Linked DNA regions of Sus scrofa: region 1 is linked to region 2. A link is a contact called in public Hi-C data. All regions are on one chromosome and are shown on one strand. Each heading gives the region's core, a stretch centred on a gene start, on an enhancer-like site or on the middle of the called end of the contact. The rest is flanking DNA. Distances are from core to core; before and after follow the strand shown.

The links. A called contact is a pair of places that touch in the nucleus more often than the background predicts.
Region 1: a contact with region 2 is called in a Hi-C map of embryonic fibroblasts, with 1.5 times the contacts expected there. The contact joins the promoter of FAM131A here to the promoter of PSMD2 in region 2. A contact is called at or near these places in 3 of 47 Hi-C or Micro-C datasets (embryonic fibroblasts, epiblast stem cells and undifferentiated spermatogonia) and 2 of 2 datasets of contacts at active chromatin or transcription factors (alveolar macrophages and skeletal muscle).

The regions. Positions count from the first base shown.
Region 1 is chr13:122,222,694-122,229,465 of Sscrofa11.1, reverse strand. FAM131A (family with sequence similarity 131 member A) reads right to left here and starts at 1,591. Exons shown (of 6, transcript NM_001243359.1): 1 at 1,465-1,591; 2 at 674-816. The coding sequence starts at 1,552. EIF4G1 (eukaryotic translation initiation factor 4 gamma 1) reads right to left here. Exons shown (of 31, transcript NM_001246253.1): 31 at 4,095-4,732. The coding sequence ends at 4,548.
Region 2 is chr13:122,184,799-122,190,830 of Sscrofa11.1, reverse strand. It overlaps PSMD2 (proteasome 26S subunit, non-ATPase 2), which reads right to left and starts at 3,331. Exons shown (of 21, transcript NM_001243477.1): 1 at 3,133-3,331; 2 at 2,628-2,684; 3 at 2,091-2,255; 4 at 170-291; 5 at 1-4. The coding sequence starts at 3,267.

The DNA of each region.
Region 1 (6,772 bases), core at 342-2,841, 40 kb before region 2:
TTCACCTTGGTTCCTACCTCCACCCAGCAGCTGCCTCAGTGCTCCTTGGCAGTCCAGGCAAACATTTTCCTCAATGAATGAACGAAATCAGGACACGCCCCTTCCCCAGCACTGCCTAGGCTCTCCCATATCACCTTCCCACCCTCAGAAAAGGGACTCCACCTGCCCCTCGACCTCAGGCCCACCCACTGTCCCTCCCCTTCAGTACCTGGCTGACAGGGCCCCCAGGGTGGCGCAGGCAGCTTCTGGCCAGGCCTGGGAGGAGGAGCACCTGCTGGGTGTTTCCTAGCTTGCTCTCCCTCCCTCCCATCACTTCCCCCAGCCACTGCCATCCTTGCCTGCGCTCTGCGCAGCTGCGTCCCAGGCCCAGAGAAAAGGTGTATGTCTCCCTGGCAACCCATCACCATGCAACAGGGTCTCCTGGGATACGGCCTGGGATGCGCTGACGTCAGGGCCCAAGGCGCAAGCAAGCCCGCCGACTGGCACGAAGCCGAGCGGAGCAGACCGGTGCGGGGGCGGCATTGCCCCCCCCACCCCCCGCCAAAGCCGGATAGCGCCTCCGCTAGCAGGAAAAGGGAGCCAGAAGCAGGCTGGGGAAGCGGAGGTGGGGCACACAAATCCCCTTCACGTGGATGCGGGTCCCCGTCCCCCTCCCAACACAGGGGCCCAGCACCTCCGGCAAGTCCTGGCTGTCCACGGAAGAAGGGCGAGAGGACCGGCTCCAGCCTCGGAGGGTCCGAGCAGATCCCAAGGAAGATAGAGAGAGGCCCCGAGGAAGTTCGATCCACTCCACAGCCCAAGCCGGGTCCGAGGCCACTGAGGGTTGGGGAAAAGACTTTTCAGCTGGGCTCCCACTTCTGCCAAGGTCCCCATTTTCATCAGATGTTGCCATATCATTTCTCCTCACCGCTTCCCCCACCTCCCAGATATAAGGACCCACCTGGTGCTCACCACAAGTCTGAAAGCCCCTATCCCACAGCCTTGCCCTGACCTTCAAGCCTCTGGGGCCATTTTATGGCAGCCACTCCCCACTGTCCTCCTCAAGATATGTTCTGCCACCAAAACCCTAGGTATGAAACCTAAACTTTGACAAATTCTGAATTTTCTTGGGTTTCTCAGCCCCTCCTGGAAAGCATACCACATTCTTCCACTACCACCGTCGCCTCCTCCCCACAGTCACCTTGGGAGCTTTGCAGCCTTGCTTTGGTTCTTTTCCTCTCACCAGCCTCAGTTTGCATGAGCTCTTTACTCTTCTTTTCTGATAAACCAGTGATTTTTTTTTTTTGACCTTTGCCCCAGTCCCCTAAGGCTTTTTCCAGATGCCTTGTCCAGCCCCAGCCTCATTGTTCCTGTTTAGCCTGGTTCCCAATATCTCAACCAGAGTAATTTTCCTCTTGCCACCTGAGCACCCTACTCCTCAGCTTCCCATCACCTCCCAAATCATATCTATGTCTCCAGTCTCACCTCTGCGACTTGTCTGACAAGTCCATCGTCCTCCAGGCCCTTCACGCTGCCACAGAAACATTTTGCCCAGCACAGAAATCATAGGCATGCTGGCTGTGTTGATGCAGAGAACCAAAAGCCCAGAACAGCTCCAGGCTCAGCTCCCAGTTCTATTCCTATTTTGGCTCCGGATGCTGAGCCAGTCCCCTCCCCACTTGGAACCTGTGCCTAGTCACATAAGGAGAACACTTCTGCCTCATGGCTTTGAGGAGGTGGGAGTGCTGGGGCCCAGCCGAGCTCTCTGGAGCTCAGGGAGCTGAGAGAGGAGACCCATCCCTTAGACAATGCCAACAGGCAATGTACATCACAACTGACCTTTAGCTGGAGCAGCCGTCTCTGTCCCTGAGCTTCAGCCAGCTGGTGGTCCCCAGAAATGCTACCAACCAGAAGGAAGACACAAAGTTACAGGCCATCCCTGGCCCCTAGCTGGTACCTAATCAGGGCTCTCAAGGCCAGTCATGAGGCCAGCGAAGCTCTCCTGACTACAGGAGAGAATGACTTCCTGAACTCCAAGCCTTAGCAGGACCAGAAGGATCAGAGCAGCCTGCTGCTTCTCAGCTTCAAAAGTCAGGAGATTAATTTAGGACTACAAATCCCAGAATTCCTCATGGGAACTCAAGTACAGCGTAAATCTCAGGAGTTCCCACCCGCACAGTGGGTTAAGAATCTGACTGCAGCGGCTTGGGTTGCTGTGGACACATGGGTTCGATCCCCAGCCCAGTGGGTTAAAGTATGCAGCTTTGCTGCACCTGCAGGGTAGGTTGCAGATGCAGCTTGGATTCAACCTCTGGCCCAGGAACTTCCATGTGCAGCTGGTCCGACCATAAAAACCTTTTTTTTTTTAAAAAAAAAAAAGAACAAATCTCAGCTAATGTCTCAGGGCCAAAGAACCTCAAGTAACAACCATACCAAGGCCTGTGTGACTGACCACCTGCCCTGAAAGCCCAGGACCCATTCCAAACCCAGCCCTAATCATCACAAGTTCCTGCCTGGCCTTGAACTTGGGGAAATCCACGACACTAGAGTAAAGCAGGCTGGCCCACCTCAGACACACAGAATTAAGGCCAGGCAGGCCCCTGTGTGCACCACCATTCATGGGAACCAAGGTCCAAGCAGGGATTAGCAGTTGTGGGAAGGATGCCCTGATGGCCTCTCTCTGGGCTCCTATTTCCCTCCATAGGGTATGGTGATGTTTTTTGGTGAGAGTAGGGTAAAGAACTAAAACAGTTTTAAGAAGTGAGAGGTGATCAGGTGCTCACAGGTGCCCCCAGTGGGGCTGCGGTCGCCTTCATCAACCGGCAGACTCTGAAGGAGGTAATGAAGCCAAAAACTCCGTGGAAGGATGCTTGGCCAGCATTTGCAAGCTACCTCCTGAAGGGGGCTGGGACACTGCTAAGGCAGGTTCCCAGCATAGGGCCACTCCCAGGACTGAGAGAAGAGGTGTAGGCAGAGGGGGGTGACTGTGAGTGGGCGTGCAAGGGCAGTAGCCACGGGCTGAAGAAGGTTAACCAGCCCCTCCCTTAAGCTGTGCGCCTCCTGCCACCCTCAGCAGTGGGAATGCAGACAGAAAGACCACAAGTCCACCCTGCAAAGCCCAGAGGCAAGAAGGCCTTTGGAGCGAGCCCGACTCAGTTTAGCCCCCTCCCCGCTCGGGCCGCTCCCTCCTCTTGCCGGCCCGCCTCCCCAGTGCAGGCTCCTCCCTCTCCCAACACCGGCCCCCTCCTCAGGCCCCCCCTCCCCAACGGCCCGCACCCTCCGCCCCCAGCCGCAGCCAGGCTCCCCAACACCGGCCTCTGCCTCTTACCCTGACCCGCCGGGCTCCGAGAGCCAATACAGCCCATGGCCGGGGTACCTAGGCACGCTAGCCCGCACTCGGGGCCCGGGCCATCGCCTTGCAGAGGGTCGGGCCGCGGTCGCCGCACCGGGGAGGGGAAGAGTCGGTGAGAGGGGAGGGGGTGGGAGCCGCTCGTCCGCCAACGCTCCCGGGAGAGGGAACCGGGCCAGTGACGTAAGTGTGGGGGCGTGGCCTTCACGTCACTACCCAAAGAAGGCGGGGCGGAGCCTACGTCACAGCCACGCAGAGGCTGCCTGGGGCAGAGTCCCTCAGCAAAAAAAAAAAACGCTCGTCTGCTGCTTCCAGACCCAAAGGCAGGGGAAGGTGGAGACCGGCAGGTTTGGATAGACTCACAGAATCCAGGCTGCCAGTCAAACTGCATGGGGTCAGAAGCCGTCGGTGCATCCAGGCCCCTCATTTTATAGATGAGACCTCAAAGCCAGAGGGCTTCGGCTATAAACACCTCCAAAACCAAGGCTTCCTCCACACACTGGGGTCTGCATCACATTTTGATAGGAGACCAAGACCAGGAAGTGTGTTCTGTCTAGTACTTCACACCTGTGTTCCCCTTCTCCCCTCAGCAAGGAACCCCCACCACGTCCACTTTGATTTCCTAGCCCTTGCAATCATGGACAGGGGAAGAGGCAAGAGGGGGTGCCAAGTTTCAGGGAACAGTGCTACGGTGCCAGCTCTGGAAAGGAGGCTGCCCACCTATCCAGACCCCTTCTCCAGAGGGAGCAGGCCATAAAGCAGAGAGGCAGTGAGTTAATTGAATTCATGTTTAATAATTACAGGCACCGTGCCCCCCCTTCCCCCTGCCCAGGCAGCAGCAGGGGTGGTGCAGGGGCTGGGGCATTATGCCCCCAGCAGCGAGGACGGCAGTCCCAAGAGTGATTTTCAGAAAATAAAAAAGGACCCCAGGGGCAGGCGGTGGTGCCCCCCCCAAGACACACCAAATTTCAAGACTTTATATATAATATATCTCTGTGCCCCAGGGGGAGGAGAGGGACACCTGGCAGCATCCTGGAGGGGGGCCCCAGGCAGCCCCAAGCCATCCTGCCTCTTCAGCCACTTTATTAGCTCAAGACACATCGCACTACAGGCACCCACTGCCGCCGCCACTGCTGCCGCCGCCCCCCCTTGCAGTCCGGGCGGCTGGCTTGGCCATCCGAGTGTCCATGGGGCTCTGAGGCCCCGACCCCACCCGCTCTCAGTTGTGGTCAGACTCCTCCTCCTCCGCCTCACGAAGCCACTTGAAGAAAGCTGTGACAGATTTAAGGGCCACACCCTTGCCCTGCTGCTCAGCGGGGTCCTTGCTACTCTCCCAGCTATAGAAGGCGTCCTCCTTCACCACGTCCTCATCATACAGCGCATCAAAGAACGTCCGAAGCAAGTCTGTAAGCAGGCAGGACAGTAGTTAGAGGCATACTGCCCACAACCAGCCCATCCCACCCCCCAGGGATCCCTCCTCTAAGCTCCACTGTTGAGATAAGACCCTGACCCACTATGCTGACATTTGTGTCTGGCCATTCCAGAGTGGCTAGGTCTCTGACAGGACGCTAATCTCATGATCTAAGAGACGGTGCACAAGAATGAGTCACTTGGACAAAACTTAGAAACCTGCCCAGCCTCACCTCAGCAGCTTCAAACTTCTCCATTCATGATATACTTAATGGGCAAAACTGCAGAGTTGGTACTCCTGAATTTAGGAAATCACAAAAGCCTCAGATGTATCTCTTAACAAAAGTCAAGGGTACAACCTGGAACATTCACTGGCCCTCATTACAGATCCCAACAAACTCTCAATCTTCTCTTTACTTTCCACACATCTCCTAAACATACACACCACCTCTGTGCTTTAACACTTTGTGTGTGCTGTATCCACTGCCAGGAATATCCTTTCTCTTTCACCTTTTATCACCTTCCTAGTGAATTCCTTTAGGCTCAACTCAGGCACCCCTTGCTCTGACCCTCTTTCTCCTTCACCCAGAGCTACTCCAAATTCCGAAGCACCCGAATAACCCCTGAATATAATCTATTCCAGGAGTTCCCATCGTGGCCCAGTGGTTGACGAATCCGACTAGGGACCATGAGGTTGCAGGTTCAATCCCTGGCCTTGCTCAGTGGGTTAAGGATCCGGCGTTGCCCTGAGCTGTGGTGTAGTTGACAGACACAGCTTGGATCCCACGTTGTTATGGCTATGGTGTAGGCTGGTGGCTACAGCTCCAATATAGAACCCTAGCCTGGGAACCTCCATATGCCGCAGGTGCATCCTAGAAAAAGCCAAAAAAAAAAAAATCTATTCCACTACCAATACATCACACTGCCAGTCCTTCCAAAGCAAACATGTTATATATACATGTCTTTTTAGGGCCGTACCCATGGCACATGGAAGTTCCCATGCTAGGGGTCTTAATCAGAGATGTAGCCGCCGCAGCAACACCAGATCCGAGCTGTGTCTGTGCCTTACACCACAGCTCACGGCAATGCCAGATCCTTAACCCACTGAGCGAGGCCAGGGATCAAACCCGCAACCTCATGGTTCCTAGTCGGATTGGTTTCTGCTGCGCCACGACGGAACTCCAAACATGACATTCTTAAGAGCAGAGGGAGACTGAGTAGTGAATGCATTTCCTCTGAATAAAGCAGAGAATCTAGAGTCCAGGCCTGGGTTAAACAATGACTGAGCCGTCTATGAGAAGCTGCAAGCCAGGACAGCTCCTCAGGGCATGCACACCCTCAAATCCACAACCACTGTCTATGGGTAGCCTCCCACCCTCATTCCGCAGCAATGGCAACAGCAGATCATTTATCCCAAACCTGTTCTCCAAATCCCATGCACACCAACCCCAAGGACCTTACACAATCATTTATCCACTCTACCGTGGATAAATGATGTGTGTGTCTTCAAGCCCAAGTTTCTCCAATCTAAACACAAATGACCTCCTTTACAGCCACTACTTCTTGACGGCCAAACAAAAGACCTGTCAAAGATTTTATCAGCACTTGCTGTTTTCTTGTTGATTCAGTGAGTATTACACTGTCTTTTCCAATACAGGTTCTGCCCCCTGCGCCCCAAATAATGTTCCTGCCAGGGTTGCCTCCTTGTTTTCACACTCTAGAGGCCCTAAATTACGTCGTCCTGTGGAACTCAAGCAGCATCTAGCACTACTGACCACCTCTCTCTCCTAAAAAATCACTCTGTCCTTTGTTCAAAGGGTCCTGTCCTCCTTTGGTCCCTACCTGTGGGACCGCTACCCTTTCAAGGCTCTATTCCTCGGACAATCCCATACCCTCGTGTGTTTCTTTCCTTTCTTCCTTTTTTTTTTTTTTGCTTTTTAGGGCCACAGTTCAACATATGGATGTTCTCAGGCTAGGGGGGTGAACCGAACTGCAGCTGCCGGCCTATGCCACAGCCACGCAGTATCTGAGCCA
Region 2 (6,032 bases), core at 2,082-4,581:
ATGTCTATGGATAAGCCCAGACTATTAGGGGAGCACAGCATTAAGGGAAGCATTTTTCTATGGGTCAAGGAATTCACTGTATGGGAAACTAAATATACTAGTACTCCATGACAGAACTCAGAACTATACCTCAGAACCCCTTCAGATTCCCAAGAAAAAAAGGTCTTACCTGACATATTCATGACCCCATGATGCCAACTCCTCCTGGGAGCCCACTAGACGATATTTGAGGCACTCTCGCTCCCCGCTCATGGTCATGGCCAAAACAGAGATGATGTCAGCAGCAAAACGCTATAAAGAAAGCAGTCCTTTTAAGTCAAATGCAGGGTAAGGGGAATGTTACATTATGGAATCAAGATCACTGTCCCTATCCTCCAAATTAAGTGTTAATTATATTACCAGCCTCTGTACTAAAAATTTAAACATGTTATCTCAGCCAAGCCTCATAATAACCCTAAGGTTACCACTGCAACCTCCCTTTGAACCAACATGACTGAAGGGTAATACCAAGGGGAAAGTGGAGAAAGATGGAAACTTTGATTTCTTTTTCTGGCTGTACCCATGGCATAAGGCCAGGGATCAAATCCAGAGCCACAGTTTGGCAATGCTGATCCTTAACCTACTGCACCACAGCAGGAACTCTGAATCTTCTGGGGTGGGGGGCCGTGCCCATGGCATGTGGAAGTTTCCGGGCCAGGGACAGAACCTGTGCCACAGTAGCAACAACCTAAACTGCTGCAATGACAATGCTAGATCTTTTTTTTTTTTGCCATTTTAACCTTGTCTTATTCTGTACATATTTTTAGATATTAGCATAATATAAGCTAACAAGAAATTATGCAATAATAAATTTATATTAATTTTATATAATCTATAATTTGTATGAAACAAATGTTTTCAATAAGGTTCTGTATAAGCTTGTGTGTTAGATACTTTTTTTTTTTTTTTTTTGTCTTTTTGCCTTTTCTAGGGCCTCTCCCACGGCATAAGGAGGTTCCCAGGCTAAGGGTCTAATCAGAGCTGTAGCTGCCAGCCTACACCACAGCCACAGCAATGCCAGATTCTCAACCCACTGAGGGAGGCCAGGGATCGAACCCGCAACCTCATCGTTCCTAGTCAGATTCGTTAACCACTGAGCCACAGTTATTTCCCCAATACAATTTTTTTTTCTACTGTACAGCATGGTGACCCAGTTACATATACATGTACACATTCTATTTTCACACATTATCATGTTCTATCATAAGTAACTAGACACAGTTCCCAGTGCTACACAGCAGGATCTCATCACCAATCCATTCCAAAGGCAATAGTTTGTATCTATTAACCCCAAGCTCCCCAACCACCTCACTCTCTCCCCCTCCCCCCTGGCAACCACAAGTCTATTCTGCAAGTCCATGATTTTCTTTTCTGTGGAAAAGTTCACTTGTGCCTTATATTAGATTCCAGATATAAGTGATATCATATGGTATTTGTCTTTCTCTTTCTGACTTGCTTCACTCAAGTTCCACCCATGTTGCTGCAAAAGGCGTTATTTCATTCTTTTTTATGGACAATGCCAGATCTTTAACCCACTGCACCACAAGGTAACTCCGAGATTTTGAATTTTATTCCAATCACAATAACAATTTTTTAAAAGCTTTTAAGCAGAAAAAAGTCACTCTAGAAAGATCACTATGGCTGCTGTATGAAAGACAAACTGTGTAAGAGGTCACAGACAAAAGGAAAAGGGCCAATTAGGAGGCTGCTACAGTGGTTTAGGTGAGATCTGAAAATTTCTTGGGTAATAGTTGAACCAACAGGCAGAAGTTATGAGCTGGAGCTGTATTTTAGAGTTAAAACAAATGAAAGTGCAGGGAATATATAGAACAAAGTTAACAATAAAATAAGTTCATCATAAATGATAGAAACAATGTCTTTTCTGAAGACAATACTCCTACAAGCTCTTACGTGAGCATTTTGATTATGAGCTCCCTTCAACTAGCTCAGATCTCACATCATCAGGTTTCCTGAGACTCACCATTAGCCCCATGTCTAGATGGAAAAGAATTCCTAAACTAGGCTTCCATCAGCTTCCAAAATAGTTTTACCTTATTCTCCCCAGGGGCCATGTTCTCATAGATCTCCTTCAGTTTGCCATAGTGTGGACGCAGAAATTTAAGAGGCTTGGGTACTGATGTCATGGAAGTTGTAGAAGAACGAATCTGTCTCCGCAGTTCTTCCAGGGCTGGTCGGTACAGGGACGTGTCCTTCTCCTGATCAGGAGATGTTAGGGCTCAGACAAAAGGAGTCTCATCCCTTAAGTCATAATATAGAAGTGTTTAACAACTTCCCTAGGAAAGGAACTGTGTCTGCAATTGCCCGCCTCCTTGCACACGCCTGGCACAAAAACAAATGTCTCCAGGTAAGAGTTCAAGAATGGCTTCTCCCACAAGACAAGGCTATAAAATCTTTCAATTATCTTTTTTCCTCCCTTTCCTCACAACATGGTTCTAACACTGATGGACCTAAAATATGGTCCATCGTTCCCTATACCTCACCTATGAGTTGTTGCCCCAAAGTGGAATAAAGCAAACAAGTGAGTAAGATTCATATATACACCAGCTCTTGCTGACATTCTGACTCACCCCAAGTCGTTCCACGAGCATCTCCAGTTCATCCTGAAGTTGTTTGTCCTCCTCAGACTGGAAGATTGGGGGAAGATGCGCATCAAGAGAAGGAATCCCAAACCCATCCTCCTCCCATTCACCCTGGGGCAGGTGGAGAGTGAGTCCGCCTCCTTAGGAGGCATCAGGTCGACAAGGGAAGAGAGAGGAATGGAAAGCCCTGGTGGGAAGGCCGCCTGGCTTCTGGGCCAGGCTCTGCTCGAACGCCGTTTTGAAAAGCGGGGGTGACAATGACACGCCCGGGCCCACAAGAGATGGTGATGAGGCCTGGTAGGGGCGGAGGAGGTAACAGCGCGGAATGGAGGATGGGGGGTAGAAAGGCAGGGCGCCGGGAGCCCCGAGGATCGCCCTATCCGCCCTCTCCCCCGCACTGTGCGGCCGTTGGGAGTCGAGCCCGAGGCCTGCGGAGCCGCCGTGACTCAGCCCGCCGCGGCCTCCTCCGCCGGCTCCCGGGGCTGCGCCTCACCAGCTCCTGCTCTTTGTCCTTGTCCCCGGCATCTCGCCGCTCCTTGCTGCTCGACTTCTCGTCCCCGCCGCCGGGGGACGTCGCTGGGGGCTGCTGAGTCTGCAGCGACGCCTTATCCCGGCCGCCCTCCTCCATCTCTGCTGCCACTGCCGGCCCGCTGCGCGCACACCGTGCGCACCGCCCGGTTTCCCAGAGGGCCTCGCGCTCTTCGCCCACGGCGCCCCTCCTTCTCCAGAGCCCGCCTGCGACCGGAAACGCCGCGGCGCCCCACCTACCCCGGCGGCCTGGGAGCCCTTGCCCTCCGACCCCGCCCTCCGAAGCCGCAAGGAAACTACAATTCCCAGTTTTCCGGGCGCCGGCTCGAACCTGGAGTTTCCTGAGCTGTCGGGATTTGGGGCGCCTGCTGCTGTAGGAGTTGAGCCGGCTGCGAGCCGAGACTGCCCCTAGGGTCCCTTATAGCGGTGTGAATAGAACCTACAGTGATACTCCAGTTTGCAACGTGGTGGGATCAACAGACAAGATTCTTGAACTCCAGGACGCTTGAATGCCCTCTGTGTGAAGTCTGTGTAATATGTGTTTATAACCCACAACACTATGGAATATTAACCTCATAACATCCCCCACCTCCCCATTTCACCCCCCTCCCCCGCGCCTTGAGGAAGGTGCTCTGATATTACATGTGGATACCATCTTAAAATCACAGGGTTGCCAGATGGAGTAGAAATGAATACATGGGGAGTTCCCGTCGTGGCGCAGTGGTTAACGAATCCGACTAGGAACCATGAGGTTGCGGGTTCGGTCCCTGCCCTTGCTCAGTGGGTTAATGATCCGGCGTTGCCGTGAGCTGTGGTGTAGGTTGCAGACACGGCTCGGATCCCGCGTTGCTGTGGCTCTGGCGTAGGCCAGCAGCTACAGCTCCGATTCAACCCCTGGCCTGGGAACCTCCATATGCCGCAGGAGCGGCCCAAGAAATAGCAACAACAACAACAACAAAAAGACAAAAAAAAAAAAAAAAAAAAAAAAAAAAAAAAAAGAAATGAATACATGAAGTCCTAGGCACTAATGCGAAATCCTGGAACTGAAAACAAAAGAAGATAAGAGCTGTCTTTTTGACTTGTCCTCAGTCTGTCTTTTTTTTTTTTTTTTTTTTTTTTTCTTTTTACGGTCACACCTGTGGGATATGGAAGTTCCCAGGCTAGGGGTCAAATAAGAGTTGCAGCCTCAGGCCTAAGCAACAGCCACGGCAACACCAGGTCGGAGCTAAGCCACATCTGCAATCTCTGCAGCAGCTTTCAGTGCCAGATCCTTAACCCACTGAGCAAGGCCAGGGATCAAACCCTCATCTTCATGGATACTAGTCTGGTTCTTAACCCACTGAGCCACAATGGGAACTCCTGATTTTTATTTATTTTTTTCTGCTTTTTAGGGCTGAACCCACAGCATATGGAGGTTCCCAGCCTAGGGGCTGAATCGGAGCTACAGCTGCCGGCCTACACCACAGCCACAACAACATCAGATCTGAGCTGCATCTGCAACATACACCACAGCTCACAGCAGTGCCAGATCCTTAACCCACTGAGCGAGGCCAGGGATTGAACCCACAACCTCATGGTTCCTAGACGGATTCATTTCCGCTGCCCCATCACGGGAACGCCAGAACGACTGATTTTAAATGACATATGTTTTTTTCTGCAAAACCTTTTGAGTCTGGTAGGATTGTATCCATTTTATAGAGGACATTTAAAATATGTGGTAGAATCAGAATATGAATATTGATCTTTCAGACTCCCAAGCTCTTGGCTATTTTAGCAAACCTCAAAGTTCTTCAGTTAGAGCTATGTGTATGTATCTGGAAGGTGAGAAAAGAGAAGTAACTCTTCTCTCCTTAATCTGGTGGGATCATTCACCATTTGGCCTGGAGTCTTATTTTATGGGTCCTGAGGCATTGAAGAATGCCGAAAGTGTTTGTTTAAAACAAACAAACTACCTGGCCCAGCGCAGTTAGCACTGAATGAACACTGGCTAAATATCTGTACAGATATAGATGTAAAGATCTGATGCCCTCCTTTTTTTCCAGGTGCAGCTGCAGCATGTGGAAATTCCCAGGCCAGGGATCAAACCCTCACCACAGCAGCAGCGGGAGCCACTAACCAGTGACAACAGCTAGATCCTTAACCCGATACACAGTAAGAGAATTGATGCCCACTTTATAACTTGTTCCTCTTTTCCATTCAGTGCTTGGATTCTGGGGATGACCTTCCATGGTCAGCTGACAAAAATTGGGCAATCCATAGCTGTTCTGCCTATTCTACATCTGGCTTCAAGATGTCCATACTTTGTTATGCTTTCTTCAATCCTCTGCAGAGGTATTTCTTCTAAATTTCTTTTTTTCTGTGACTTCCTTCTATCAGATTATCAGATTTTGTCTTCTATACAGGAAATAGCTCCACCAGCCCCTTAAAAGGCTGGCAGGTATTGAATGTTTGTTGTGCCATGTTTCAGCTTTTTTGTAGGTTTAAAATGTTTCAAAATATTTGAAAGAAAAAAATTAAATGTTTCAAAATAAAAGGTTGGAGATGGGTTAGAGAACATGAGCTTTAGAGAGGACAGATCTGGTGTTTAAAACCAAATTCTGGAGTTCTTTGGTGGCACAGCAGGTTAAGGATCCAGTGTTGTCACTGCAGCAGCTTGGGTAGCTGCTGTGGTGCACGTTTGATCCCTGGCCCAGAAGGTAAACTTCCGCATGCCCCAGACCCGGCTGAAAAAAAAAAAAAAAGAGAGAAAGGAAAAACACACACACAAAAACCCCAAATTCCAGGAGTTCCTGTGGTGGCTCAGCAGGTTAAGAACCCAGCTTAGTGTTTGTATGAATGCAGGTTCAATCCCTGGCCTTGCTCAGT